Linked DNA regions of Mus musculus: region 2 is linked to region 1. Evidence: chromatin contacts called from public HiChIP or PLAC-seq data. All regions are on one chromosome and are shown on one strand. Each heading gives the region's core, a stretch centred on a gene start, on an enhancer-like site or on the middle of the called end of the contact. The rest is flanking DNA. Distances are from core to core; before and after follow the strand shown. Region 1 holds the start of Slc36a2 (solute carrier family 36 (proton/amino acid symporter), member 2). Region 2 overlaps Slc36a1 (solute carrier family 36 (proton/amino acid symporter), member 1).

Region 1 (6,989 bases), core at 3,305-5,804:
CACCTCAAGTAACAGCCTTGGTTTAGTGCTTGGGGTATAGGATGAAGTCACTACATGAGATCGTTATTCTGATGCAGGGAGTCACAGGCCAGAGAAAGTTTCTGAGAGAATATAGATGGGGTGGTGAATTCCCTTTTAGGTAGAAGCCTACCTAACCCAAAGTCAACTCAAGTCAACTTCCAATCCAAAGGAAGACTAATGTTTGCACCAGTTTATATGATCTCAGATAAATACACACACACACACACACACACACACACATAGGCATGATGGACTATTGTTCAGCCATTAGAAGGGATGAGATCCTGCTGTTTGAGGGTATGTGGAGATCATAATGTTAAGTAAAAGGAGTCGGACACAGGAAGATAAATACCCCTGGAATCCTAAACTAGAGAGGAGAAGAGAGGTCAGTGGAGGCCAGGTAAGGCAGAGGAGACTAGACAAGGGAAAGAAATGGTAAGAAAGGAGCAGCATAGGATACATTTCCACTCCATTACAGAAGGGTGTTTATGGCCAGCCATATTATATTATAAATAGCTACAAAAGGATACCTTTAAATTTTTTTTGACAAGGTCTCATTAGGTAGCCCTGGGTGGCCTGGGACTCTCTATATACAACAGGCTAGCCTCTGGCTCAGCGTTCCACCTGCCTCTCCCCTCCAAGTGCTGAGATTAAAGATGTGCTTCATCACACCTGGCCAAGAGAACTGCTTCGAATGCCTTGTCACAAAGATATAATAGATGTATGAGACAATGAACACTCTAAGTACCCTGGGTTGCTCAATATGGAGTCTATACATATCTCAGATAACCACACCGTGCCTATGAAGATATACTGTTGTGTTTGTTTAAAAGGAAGAGAGTTGACTCTTGCCCGGAAGAGAAGTGCAACTCACAAGATCAGTGAATGAAGAAGGCACACACAGCCATATCTTAGGCCCCTTCAAACCCCCATCCCAGCATTCCTTATTACCTCCCTAGACTATCAGGTGCACCTCAAGATCCTATGCTTCAACCTGCATACAAGAATGAAAGAAGTGGGCTGGAGAGATGGCTCAGCGGTTAAGAGCACTGACTGCTCTTCCAGAGGTCCAGGGTTCAATTCCCAGCAACCACATAGTGGCTCACAACCATCTGTAATGAGATCTGATGCCCTCTTCTGGTGTGTCTGAGGACAGCTACAGTGTACTTATATACATAAAATAAATCTTTAAAAAAAAAATGAAAGGAGCTCCCCACACCACCTCAACTCTACAGTGTGTGTGTGTGTGTGTGTGTGTGTGTGTGTGTGTGTGTGTGTGTGAGTGTGTGTGTGAGTGTGTACATTTAAGTTGTACTTGGGGTCAGTAAGTCACTTCAGAGGGTAAAGGCATCTGCCAGCAAGCCAGAAGACAAGAGCCCAGAACCCACATGTAGAAAGAGAGAGCCAGTTCCTACAAGTCATCATCCGAACTCCACACTTGAGCTGTAGTGCACTCCTGCACACGTGCGCGTGCACACACACACACACCTCTTTCTAAAGTGTAACTGAGTTACATTCACTCCTCTGACCTTCTACTCAGCCCTCAGCTTTACAGAGAACGCCCACCCATGTGTCTCTGGTCCTCCTGCCTTTAGAAGTCATATGCACTCTGGCATCTACTTCATGTAATGAGGTGGTAAGGCTCAGAGTACAGCAGTGTCCTCTCCAGGGTTCCAACGGCTTTGTGGTGGTGCCACGCTGGAATCCAGCTCTCCAGATGCCTGGCTCCTCCTGAGTCCTCACCCTTTCATCTGACCAGTAGTACCACACACTAGGAGTGTACACCTTTGTCTCACCCAACAAGGTTCCTTTTGGCCATGATATACATGAAGGGACCCTGGTCAAACACCAGTATTCCAGCTACTCCTATTCAAAAGGTCTGAAGATTAACCCCAGATTCTTAATCAATTTGGAGAGGAAAGCAAAATTGATTTCAGCCCCATCCCCTGACAATCTGCGTGTACAGATCTCATTGCCTGGAGGGAGCAAAGCTCTTTCGACAAGATGAAATCTAAAATTAGAACCAAACTGTGGAATCCCAATTGCAGGTTCCACAAAGCAGCCTGCTACTCCACAGACCAGGAATAGCACCATGTGATGGTGCCAGACAAGGGAAGTTAGGACACTTTGCAAACCACAGCCGGGCCACAGTTGACTCAGGGCAAGGACATGAAGGGTAGGGCCAGCACACTTAACCAAGAATCAGTGTGGCGATCAAAGCTGCAGGCAGCAGGCCTGCTAGGATCTGGCTAGGGTGCAGCAGGGACTCTTCCAAGGGATGAGACCTCTGTCAAACTGTCCTTTGCCTTTTGGAGCCTCAGTTTCCAAGAAACAAAACAACAGTGCTCCCCCAATGAAGTTGCCAGTTTTTTTGTGGAGTCTAGCACATACCACTGGGGATGCAGGAAGGAGCAGGAAGGGGTGGGGGTGAACCTCCTCTTTGTAGCTTTAAACATTACTATTGTTTATCTATTTGCTAGTGGGATGGGGCGAGTAGGGAATCAGAGGACAATTTACAAGAGTTCCACCAGGTGGGCTCCAGGGATCAAACTCAGGTTACCATGCCGACAGCAAGCATCTTTACTAATGAACCATCTCCCAGCCTGGGGTGAGACTCTTTAGGAGAGAAAACAAAACAAAAACAGGAACTGGGAAGAGATAAATGGCTCAGTCAGTAAAGTGTTTGCTGGGCACTAATGGGGACTAAGCTTGATCTCCGAAACCCACACAAGAGCCAAGCACAGCTTCATGTGGCTGCCCGAGGCTATAATCCCACTGCTGGTGTCAGGGTAAGGATGCAGAAACCGGTGGGATTCTGGAGCTCACTGGCCAGATTTGCTGAACTCTAGGTTCAATGAGAGACCCTGTCTCAAAATAACACAAGATGGAACTGGGCATAGTGACACATGCCTTTTGTCCCAGCACTTAGGAGGCAGAGTCAGGCTGATCTCTGTGAGCTCAAGACCAGCCTGATCTACAGAGTGAGTTTCAGGACAGCCATGGGCTACATAGTATCTCCAAACCTCTGAGTGTACACACTATGCATGTATGCATAGGACACACAGACGTGCCACAAGTTCAGAATTGCACGCCGGACCCTAGAAAGAACCCTGGTAAGGGACAGGTCCTTCAGAGTCTGTCTTAGGTGTTCCTGATACCATGGGGGTGTTTTAAGCTACACTGTTGGCACACAGTACGGCCTCGGTAAATGTTGCTTTCTGAGGAGGAGATGGTGGTGGGGAGACTGGTACAAGAAGAAAAATGCTATAATTTGTAGAAGAGGAGAGTTTGGCTGGTTCGTTTACCCTGAGCAGAGATAATGACAGAGAGCAGAATCCCAAGAAGCTCCCGAGACCATCTTCCGGTCCAGAGCTCCAACCCGGAAGCCACATTGTAACCTTAAGCAGATCACACCCGGTCGCCCCTGAAGCCCCTGAACCGTGGCCTGCCCGGGAAAACGCGCCTGGGACTCATGCAGAATTCATTCCTTTCCTTCTCCCTCCATGGAGCCTTCAGAAAGTAAAGGCACCTCTTCAGCAGTTCTCAACCTGTGGGTGGCGACCCCGGGAGGGGGGGGTGCCACATATCAACTCTCCTGCATATCAGATATTTACGTGCCAATTCATAACTGGCAACAGTTTATGAAGTAGCAATGAAACTGTTATGGCTGAGGGTCACCACAACATGAGTCACTGTATTAAGTCAGCACTATGTTTGAGGAAGACACCGCAAATCCAGCTCTTACCTCCACATATACACAGCATGCACGCATGCATACAAACACACAGACAGGCCACGAGTTCAGAATTACACGTGAAACCTTAGAAAGAGCCCTGCTCTAGGTGAGGTGCCAGCTGCCCCTCCCATCTTCTTAGAGCTGACTGCAGGCTGGTAGGACCTGGGAAGCCTGCCCTGAGATGAAGACAGGAAGGCATTTTTTTTCAGAGACAGAAATGGGTACCCCCTTAGCGGAGTGTGTAATAAATAGTTCGGCTCTCGTCATTAAAATTATCAGGATAGACTGGAAATAAGGCTCAGATGTGGACTGCTTGCCTAATATGCTTAAAGGCCTGGGTCCTGCCCCCAGTTCTGTATAAAAACAGATGCGGTGGTGGACACATCTGTAATTCCAGCACTCAGGAGGTAGAGGCAGGTGGCTCAAAAGTTCTGGATGATCCTTAGCTATCTAATGAATTACAGGCCACTTTGGGCTACAGGAGATCCTGTCACACACGAAAGAAAGAAAGAAAGAAAGAAAGAGAGAGAGAGAGAGAGAGAGAGAGAGAGAGGAAAGGAAAGGAAAGGAAAGGAAAGGAAAGGAAAGGAAAGGAAAGGAAAGGAAAGGAAAGGAAAGGAAAGGAAAGGAAAGGAAAGGAAAGAAAAGAAAAGAAAAAGTTAACTGCACTGTGGTTGATTGGGTAATATCAATAAAGCTTATGGCTCTCTTCCCAAATCCCTCCTTCCTCTCTTTCTCCCGCTGGGTTTCTTTAAGCAAGAGGAGGCGGGGTGTCCATGCAGGTGGGCGTGGTCTCATTCCAGCCAGGCCAGAGCAAGCTCTCCGGTCAGATCTACTGGGCCCAACTTGCACCTGCACATACACCTCCTTGATTGCCCTCTCCCTACCTTGAGCTTGCCCTTTCTGAAGCCATCATGTCTGTGACCAAGAGTGCCAGGAGTCCGCAGGTAGCCACCCCTCTCAATCTGGACCTTCCTGAGAGTGCCAAGAAGCTGCAGAGCCAGGATCCCAGTCCAGCGAATGGGAGCTCTTCAGAGTCATCAAAGAAGACCAAGGGCATAACGTGAGTGCAGCTCCCTCCCACCCCACGTCTGCCTCCATCAGCTTCCAGTCCGGATCTCGAGGTGGGCATGTCTGACCCTCAACCCACTGTGCAGCTGGGAACACCAAAGAGGAAAAAGTGCAGTCAGGGTCTGTGTCAAATAGGACGTTCTAGCTAGGGGCACGATTAGAATCTGAAAAGTCCTGAGAGGGAAACTGAGACCCAGCTGCTTTAAGCCACATGCTAAGATTTATTGGAAGGAAGGGGGCTAAGCACTTTTGTTAAAGTCAGTTTGGGGCTCTCAGTGTCTAGGAGGGAGGCAGAACTTGGAGGGAAGCTGGGGTCAGTATGTAAACCACAGTGGCCTCAGCCACAAGCAACAAGCAAGCCTCTCCCTGTCGCAAGCCTGGGTCCTGCTGCCGCTGGGGCTGCCATGGTACTACTCAAAGAACAGCACGTGGAAGCTTCTAGTGTCTTCCATTTCCCAGAAGATGGATTCTAGAGGAGACATTCGCAAAGATTTTTCAGAACACGACAAGCTACAGGGCTCCAATACCCTCCTCCTCCTCCTCTTCTTCTTCTTCCTCCTCCCTACTTGACTTCACTAACATAGCAGTCTAGCCAGCCCAGGCTCGTGCTTTAAGGAGCAAGTTTGACGTCATCAAGGTAGTAGGGAGTGTAATTAACAGAGGACCAGAAGGTCTGGGTTCAGGTGGAAGCCCTGTCCTTCTCTTCCCTGAAGCAAGTGTCCTCATATGGAAAGCAGGGAGGAGCAGATACGACCTAGTATATTAAAGGATGGACAGACAGACAGAGTGGGGAATGTGTGGCAGAGAGGGAGAAGGTGCTGAAGGAATGGGTACAGTCTCTCTCCACACTGCATACAAGACACTGCAGGAATGGCCTCAATGGCTCCTTTGTCCCTGGGTCTGGTCCTGGGCTTCCTAAGTGCTAGAGGTCACTGAGTGAGCTGCTGAGGCCCCTGGACCACCCACAGCAGAGCAGGGTATTTTTCAACTTTGAGAGAACCAGCTGACTCTTGTGTCCTGGATGGTCAAGGTGGCAATTTCAACTCCTTAAAAATCAAAAGAATAAAACAAGAGAGAGTCAGAGCGGAGCCTGTGGGGCTTGGAGACAGGGAGTCCAGGCTGGGAAAGCAGGCAGGGGATGGAGTCTGGCTGTCTGGGTTCAGTTCCCACTCGCCAGCCCGAGAAAGTCTAGAAATGATGGCTTGCTCCTCCTAGTATGGCTGCACCTTCTATGTGAGCGCGAGCTGAGTACTTGTGTACTCTTAGCTGCTTAAAAAGTACTTGTGATGGTGGCTCCAGGTCACCAAAGGACCCGGGCCTCCTGGCTCCTGGTCCAAATTTTTGCATGGCTCGACACACTGCAAGCTGACCGAACAAACAGCTACAAGCTAATTCTGATTTCCTAAGTCCTTTAGTTAGAAATTTCCTAAGTGACCCGTTGACCCCTTCCCAGTTGCAAAACAAGCCCATCGCTGGGGGCTGAGGGTGTAGTTCTCTGTCAGCAATGTTGACACCCACAGGGAGAGAGACAGGCACGCAGGATTCTCCACCACCACCCCTCCTCCAACTGTTCTTTAACTCCCGCCAGTCCATGGGCAGGTCCTCCAATGCTGGAGGACTTGGGGGTTAAAATAGAGACCAGGAGTTGAGTCAGCTCTTTCAAATTTTTTTGTTATTCTTAACATTTGCAGAGGCGCTACAGAGCCAAACATGTGCCCCCACAAAATGACAGAGCCGGATAAGTAGCAGCCTTGGGTTGTAATCCTGGGTTTGTCTGATTCCAAAATCTAGGCTCCTGCCAGACTCCTGTCTCTGCTTCCAGACGATCTCTTGGCTGCAAGGGTTTTTTGGGGGAATTTCTAAGGTTTCTGGGGGTTTGGATAAAAGCTTAGCACTGTGTGTCACAAGGTTGGAATACAGAAACATCTAGAAGAGAGCTGGGATATTTGAGATTCATTGGGAGAGAAAGTCCCAACTTGGAATTGTTCTCCCCTAATGACCTTGTCCTCTAGATCAACTTCACATCTGTCTAAACTAAATAGTAAATTGAGGCTGGGAATATAGCACAGTTGGTAAAGCGCCTGTCTGGATGGCACACTGCCCTGGGTTTGATCCCCAGCACCGTATAAACTGGGCATGGTGACATAGCTGTAGTCTCAAC
Region 2 (6,217 bases), core at 1,719-4,218, 52 kb before region 1:
GCTGGTGTGTGTGTGTGTGTGTGTGTGTGTGTGTGTTTGGGGAGGGCTCACACAGAGTCAGCCCCAGGGTTATCAAGGATTTCTAGAAAGAGTGACTGTGCTCACTGGAAATATAAAGACACAGGAGATCTTGGAAGGAACTGGATGCCACAACCAGAGCCTTAAGGTTTGGAATTATGCTAGAGGGACTCAGCCAGAGAAGTCTATGTCATTTTGAGCTGAAGATAAGAGAGAGTCTCAAAGATCTGACTGGGAAAGAAGATCAGACATGACGTTCTAGGGTAGGGAGTGACTTATCCAGGGCCCACAGCTGCTTCAGTGCAAGGAGAGAATCACTGTCACTGTAGGATATGGTGAGTTCACAGTGATATGGTGAGTTAGTGAGCTGCCACTGTGTTATGCACTGACCCCGTGCTGACTGACAGCCTCACAGCTTCCTGAAATACATAGGCGCCCTCTTGGACTTGATTTGTCAAAGACAGCCTAGAATTTTCTTGGATTCTCTGATAAGCCTCCAAGGTCCAGCCAAAGAAATTGCTTGGTGAGGTTAACGTGAAACTGAAAAACACTAGGAAGTCAACCTGCCTGTGCAGGACACCACACACTCTAGGCGACACTGAAGCCTCAGGGACAGGCTCAACCCTAGGTCAGACGCTGAGGGGAGAGACGCTCACTTAGCCAATGCCCTCAGCAGTTTAGCAGTGAGGCAAGCAGCCGAGTACAGAGACTCTCATCATCCACGCCATTGGTTCCCGGACTTGCCAAGGTTACCAAACTCTGTAGAAGGTTTAGTCCCTGGTGTAAAAGTGTGCGATTTGCCTGTGACCTAAACAGGTCTTCGTACATACTGTCTGTCCTCTCTAGATTATTTCTCACGCCTGAGGTCAGTCACGTGGATGAGAGGTGAGGGAACCACAAAGCCCGTCTATACTTGATATTAAGTGCAATGTTTCCTGTGTTCACTGGGTTGAATCTGCAGCTGAGGTACCTGTAAGGCCATGGAGGGCTGATGGAGCCACATCTCCCTAGCACAGCTAGGCCTGAGGCTAATCAGATAACAACACAGAGCTGAGGGAGGAGCCATAAATTTCCACCAAATTAGCCAGGGAAGATTCCAGAGACAAACTGAATCCTGACTTGGGAAGCAGAGGCAGGTGAATCTCTCGGAGTCTGAGGCCAGCCTGATCTCCAAAGTGAGTTCCGGGACAGCCAGGGCTACCCAAAGAAACCCTGCCTCAAAGAAACAAAACAACAACAGCAAAAAAGTTGAGTCCCAGGTTGGGCATAGACAAGGGCAGCCTGCTAGGTCAGGCACAAGTAATGATGTGAAGACTCAGGGCACCCAGCAGGTCTTGGGGGTGAGAAACTTCTCTGTGCCCTCTAAAGGAGATGAAGCAAATGAGGCATGGTGAGAGTGGTGGGAGGCAGGAACCAGGGGTCTCAGGAGGCGAGTCCTGGCTAGTTAGAAAATGTGAATCCCAGACACATTTTTAAAAACCCTCTAATGTCTCTATGTGCAAAGGAGCTATTGCCAGAAGTTTCTTTCCCTTTAAATAAGATGCTATATAGAAAACTGTTGATTGTCATTGACATAACGTCTCAAAACATGATTCTACCATTACCATTGAAAAGGCAGCCAGCCTCTGAGTAGTCCACACATCCGCACACCTTTGCTCCAGGGCCAAGGGCAGAGTAGAATGGAGAGATGGGAGGTGGCTCAGTGGGTAAGAATGTTTTCTGCACAAGCGTGAAGACCTGTGTTCAGATACCCAGAACCCACATTAAAACCTAAGGTATGGACATACATGCTTACAGCCTGTGTCATAGGGGCAGACTAGAGAATTTCCGGATTTGGCTAACATCCAGCCTAGCTCCAGGTTCAGTGAGAAATCTTGTCTCCAGGGAGTAAGCAGGATACCCAACATCTAGGTGTGCACACTTGCACACATATATATGCATATTATCACAATATATTTTAGAAGGCAACCATCTACATTTCTTTTTAAAGATTTATTTATTTATTACATGTTAAGTACACTGTAGCTGTCTCCCAACACACCAGAAGAGGGCATCAGATCTCATTATGGATGGTTGTGAGCCACCATGTGGTTGCTGAATTTGAACTCGGGACCTTTGGAAGAGCAGTCAGTGCTCTTAACCACTGAGCCATTCCTCCAGCCCCAACCTTCGACATTTTTATTGATATGGTCTCACCAAGCTGCACATTGAAAAATAGGCAAATTTTGCTATATGTAGATCAGAATTCAATCTATTTAAAAAGATGAGGGAGACCATGGTCTATGAGAGCGGTTCTCAACCGTCCTAATGCTGCGACCCTTTAATACAGTTCTGCGTGTTGTGGTGACCCCAACCATAAAATTATTTTTGTTGCTACTTCATAACTGTATTTTTGGTACTATTATGATTCATGATGTAAATGCGTGTGTGTTCCATTGGTCTTAGGGGGACTCTTGTGAAAGGGTCATTCAACCTCCCATCTCCGAAAGGAGACTGAGAGCTGCTGGTCTAGGACAAATGTACCATTCAAGATTCACGGTCTCCAAGCACATCTGCAAAGGGCAGAAATGAAGAGGCTGCCTACCTAGGAAAGCCGGGTCAGCTCACTGTCAGTCATACCGGTCAGCTCACTGTCAGTCATACGCATGTCTCCAGCAGAGCAGGGCTTACCTTGAAGAACTTGGAGATCTGGGGTTTGAATTATAGCCATTACATAGGAATGGAGCCTTGATGCAGACGATCATGTAAATAAGTGTTGACTCCCTTCAGTTTTCTAAGCCCCGCATCCTTCTGACACTCCCTTCACCCTCCTGGCTGAGGCTGTAAGCAAAGGGAAGAGGCAGGTACCAGGAGAAGCACAGGAACTCTGGTACCGACCCCTGCTGTGTTCTAGTTCCTTGTGCCCCCTGCTGTGTTGTGGTTCCTTGTACCAGCTGGTGGCCTGTAAAGACTGACTGGCTCTTTCTTTGGGACCTTGGGTTGACTCAGTGTATGTGTGCACACACAGTCATGCACCAGACAAGGAACATGAGTGGTTGGCCACACATGCAATTGTGACCTAATTATTTATTCTGCCTGGTGACTCAGTAGGCATTTCAGTTAATGTAGGTAAATTCTCTCTCTCTCTTTCTCTCTCTCTCTCTCTCTCTCTCTCTCTCTCTCTCTCTGTGTGTGTGTGTATGTGTGTGTGTGTGTGTGAGAGAGAGAGAGAGAGAGAGAGAGAGAGAGAGAGAGAATATAGAAACAAATTTCAAAGGAGAACTAGCTTAGCTGTGGCTGACAGGTGTACAGTTCCTAGGGCTGGTCTCCACTCAAGTGTGGAAGCTGAGAAGCTGGTCTTGTGGTCTGGAGATAGGATTCCTCCTCAGGGAGGCCACGGTTTAAGAACTTTTGGATGTGATGAAGCCACCCACACTAGCAAGGGTAATCTTTACTTTGTCAACTGCTCTAAATGTTAACATTTGCAAACACCCAGGCTCATATTTGACTGAAAAACCAAGCTGATCCCTAAAACTACCCACTGGTATATGCAGAAGGCGACCCAGGATTTCGGGAGAATATCGAAGTGGTTTAGGGAAACAGGGTTGCTTTCCCTTTCTCAGACCCCTGTCCCTTTGTCAGATTGTCCTAACTCAGTGATTTTTTTTCCCTGAAGTGTGAAAACAAAGACACAGTTTGCAACCTCTCAAAAATAAAAAATAAAATTCATTTATTGAAGTGGAAATTTAACACAAGATCCATATGTGCAACCCAAATGAGACCTAGAAGCTCTGACATGACCCACACATGTACACAATGCACATCTGAAGCTATGACATGACCCATGCATGTTCGCAATGCACATCTGAAGCTCTGACATGCCCCACGCGTGTACGCAATGCACATCCAGGTAGGCGCCAGCACACGGTACTGTCTGGCTGTTAAGACTCTCTGTAGGGCAGTTCTCTCGTTCCTTGATTTCAACATATACTGACAGCTTTACGATATAGACGTGGGATTTTATTATTCATAAAAAAAAAATTCCAGCTTCTTCAACATCGGCTTGATTTAAACCAAAGAACAGGGTAAACACCAGGCTCCTTCCAGCCTCATTTTCTGCTGCTTTTTTTTGATAACTGCTTATGAGCACGGTTTAATGTCTCTGACCAGTGAATGGCTCGGGACACACAGAAAAAGAAGACACCGGCCAGACGGAAGCTGGCGCGGCCAGCAGGACTAAAGTGCCTTCAAGTATTGACCACAGTTTCAAAGATGAGCCACATGGCCCGCTTTCCCCTAATGGTATCTGATTTGTAATGTACTTTGGAAAATTAAATTCTCAAGCCAGCTTGGCGCCACCCTCCTGATTGCCACGTCCGACCACTCTGTCTGGTTCCCATATCAGGCCCCAGAAAGCCTCAGTGTGCCAGTGGGAATGGTGGCTGGGGCTGGCTAGCAGGGAAAGCAAACCCTTGTCCAGAGCCCTTGTCGGGCAGGCAGGTGGGCGGGCGGGCATTAGAAGGGGGTAGTGAGTGCTGTAAACATGATCTGAGCTCTGCACTTCCTGGAAGGATCAAGTGAAACAATGGAATCCAAAGAGCAGACACTGACGGGAGGGAGAAATCTGAGGATGAGACAGCCTAAGGACAGGCTCTGGGATCTAGCTTCAGACCACTGATCACACTTAGCACAAGACTTCCAGGGGAAGAGAGCAGACAGGAGCACCTGCCCATAGGTGTGGCTAGTGAGGTGAGACAGGTGGGCCTAAGCTAACCTCTACCTCTCCCGACCCAGACAGCAGCACAAGTGATGCCACAGCTAAGGGCACGGTGGGTTGCTCGGGCTAGATCACATGCTTCCCAGCAAGTGCTCACATTCAAGTTTTCGATAACTGGCCTCTGACTTTGGGTACAGACAAGGAATGGGCTGGCAAGGATGGGGCATGTCTGCCTCTGGGGCATCTGGATTCAGGCTTAGTTTCCACAAGCCTTGTCTATATTGTTCTGCCCAAGCTCCCATTTATCTGTTTTCCCACCGGGGGCCATCTGGCTCCAAACTGACAGTGGGAGGGGTCAGGAGGGCTCTGACTCAGGGCTCCTGTGGGCGCCTGGGCTGTGTGTGGCGCCTGGCACTATGTGCTTAGCAGCTTCCTGGTGTCCATCCAGAAAGGCCCTGACCTTGCTCAAAGAGTCAGGTCACCAAACTGACAGTACCTCAGGAGTATAGCAAGAGGTCAAAAGATGTGGGCCATACCAAGGTACCAAGGAAGCTGCCCTCAGCCAAATGCTACAGAAGGCACACCACACCGTGTCAGGCCAGGGGCCCTGAAGAGTAGCTGGCCTTGGACAATGGGTCTAGACCTGGGTAGGAGCGCCTGTAAAAGTTCAGAATAGACTTTCTTCCCACCCAGGAAGCCAAGCTCAGGTGGCTTCTAAGAGAGAGCCTGGCCCACAGTTGGGTTGCTGGCCAGCGTCTAAACCTACTTTGGTCACTTTCCAGCCTGAGACTTCAGAAAGCAAGGCGTCTGTGAGTCCCAGCTGGAACCAGGCCACATAAGCACCTGTGGGGATGCTGATGCCAGAAAGGGAAAAAAGCATTGCTCTCCTCGGGGCCAAGACAGCAATGGCTACTCCTAGCAACGCTGCTAAGGACAGTGGCTGCTGTAGCCAGAAACCATCCTTCCCATCCTGTGACCTAGAAGTCACGCAGCAGGCTCTGGACAGAACAGCGAGAAGGGGCTTGGCTGCAAGGTTGGGCCACTAGCTTCTGTCAAACACAAAAGCAGCACTCTGATAAATTCTTGCTTCTTTCTCTAACTCGAGTTTCAAGGCAAATCCTATCTGTAGTTAAGAGCCTGGTAACCAGAGAGGAGACACAAACCGCTCTGTAGTGTGCATATGTGTGCATGCACACGTGTTCACTATCACACACACACACACACACACACACACACACACACACACACACACACATAACCCAGAGATGGAGAGCCAACAGCTGTCCTTTGGGAATCCTGACATCAACAGGGGAGCAGTGGCAAGTCATGGACTCTCAGTGGCCTCTAAAGGCACACCCTAAGATGACTGACCTAGAAGCCAGGTGACTCTGTGAGAGGCATAATAGGGGCAGGTATGGGCCACAGTTAGTGTTTAGTGGTTCCTTGGAAGCCCAGGATACAGAGGCAGCTTGGGGCAAGGCAGGGATTCTGCTCTCTCCCCAG

What was found. HiChIP or PLAC-seq counts read pairs in DNA pulled down with a chosen protein or histone mark.
Region 2: a contact with region 1 is called in an HNF4G HiChIP or PLAC-seq map of pancreatic cancer cells. The contact joins the enhancer-like site here to the promoter of Slc36a2 in region 1. A contact is called at or near these places in 3 of 39 promoter capture datasets (the C10 cell line, the HPC-7 cell line and liver), 2 of 15 datasets of contacts at CTCF or cohesin (CD8 T cells and the G1E-ER4 cell line), 19 of 484 Hi-C or Micro-C datasets (the HPC-7 cell line, LSK cells, the P5424 cell line and 15 more), 7 of 115 datasets of contacts at active chromatin or transcription factors (CD8 T cells, the HPC-7 cell line, acute myeloid leukemia and 4 more) and 4 of 9 other capture datasets (adipose tissue, bone marrow-derived macrophages, liver and 1 more).

The regions. Positions count from the first base shown.
Region 1 is chr11:55,182,642-55,189,630 of GRCm38.p6, reverse strand. It overlaps Slc36a2 (solute carrier family 36 (proton/amino acid symporter), member 2), which reads left to right and starts at 4,554. Exons shown (of 10, transcript NM_153170.3): 1 at 4,554-4,820. The coding sequence starts at 4,672.
Region 2 is chr11:55,233,817-55,240,033 of GRCm38.p6, reverse strand. It overlaps Slc36a1 (solute carrier family 36 (proton/amino acid symporter), member 1), which reads right to left. Exons shown (of 11, transcript NM_153139.4): 11 at 3,704-6,217. Among named protein-coding and RNA genes, the nearest start is that of Slc36a1, 33 kb to the right of the region's middle. Within about 2 kb of position 2,968, at least 11 of the 459 cell types and tissues checked have an H3K27ac peak or open chromatin away from gene starts, as enhancers often do. A contact at or near this core is called in bone marrow-derived macrophages and pancreatic cancer cells, where this site is marked.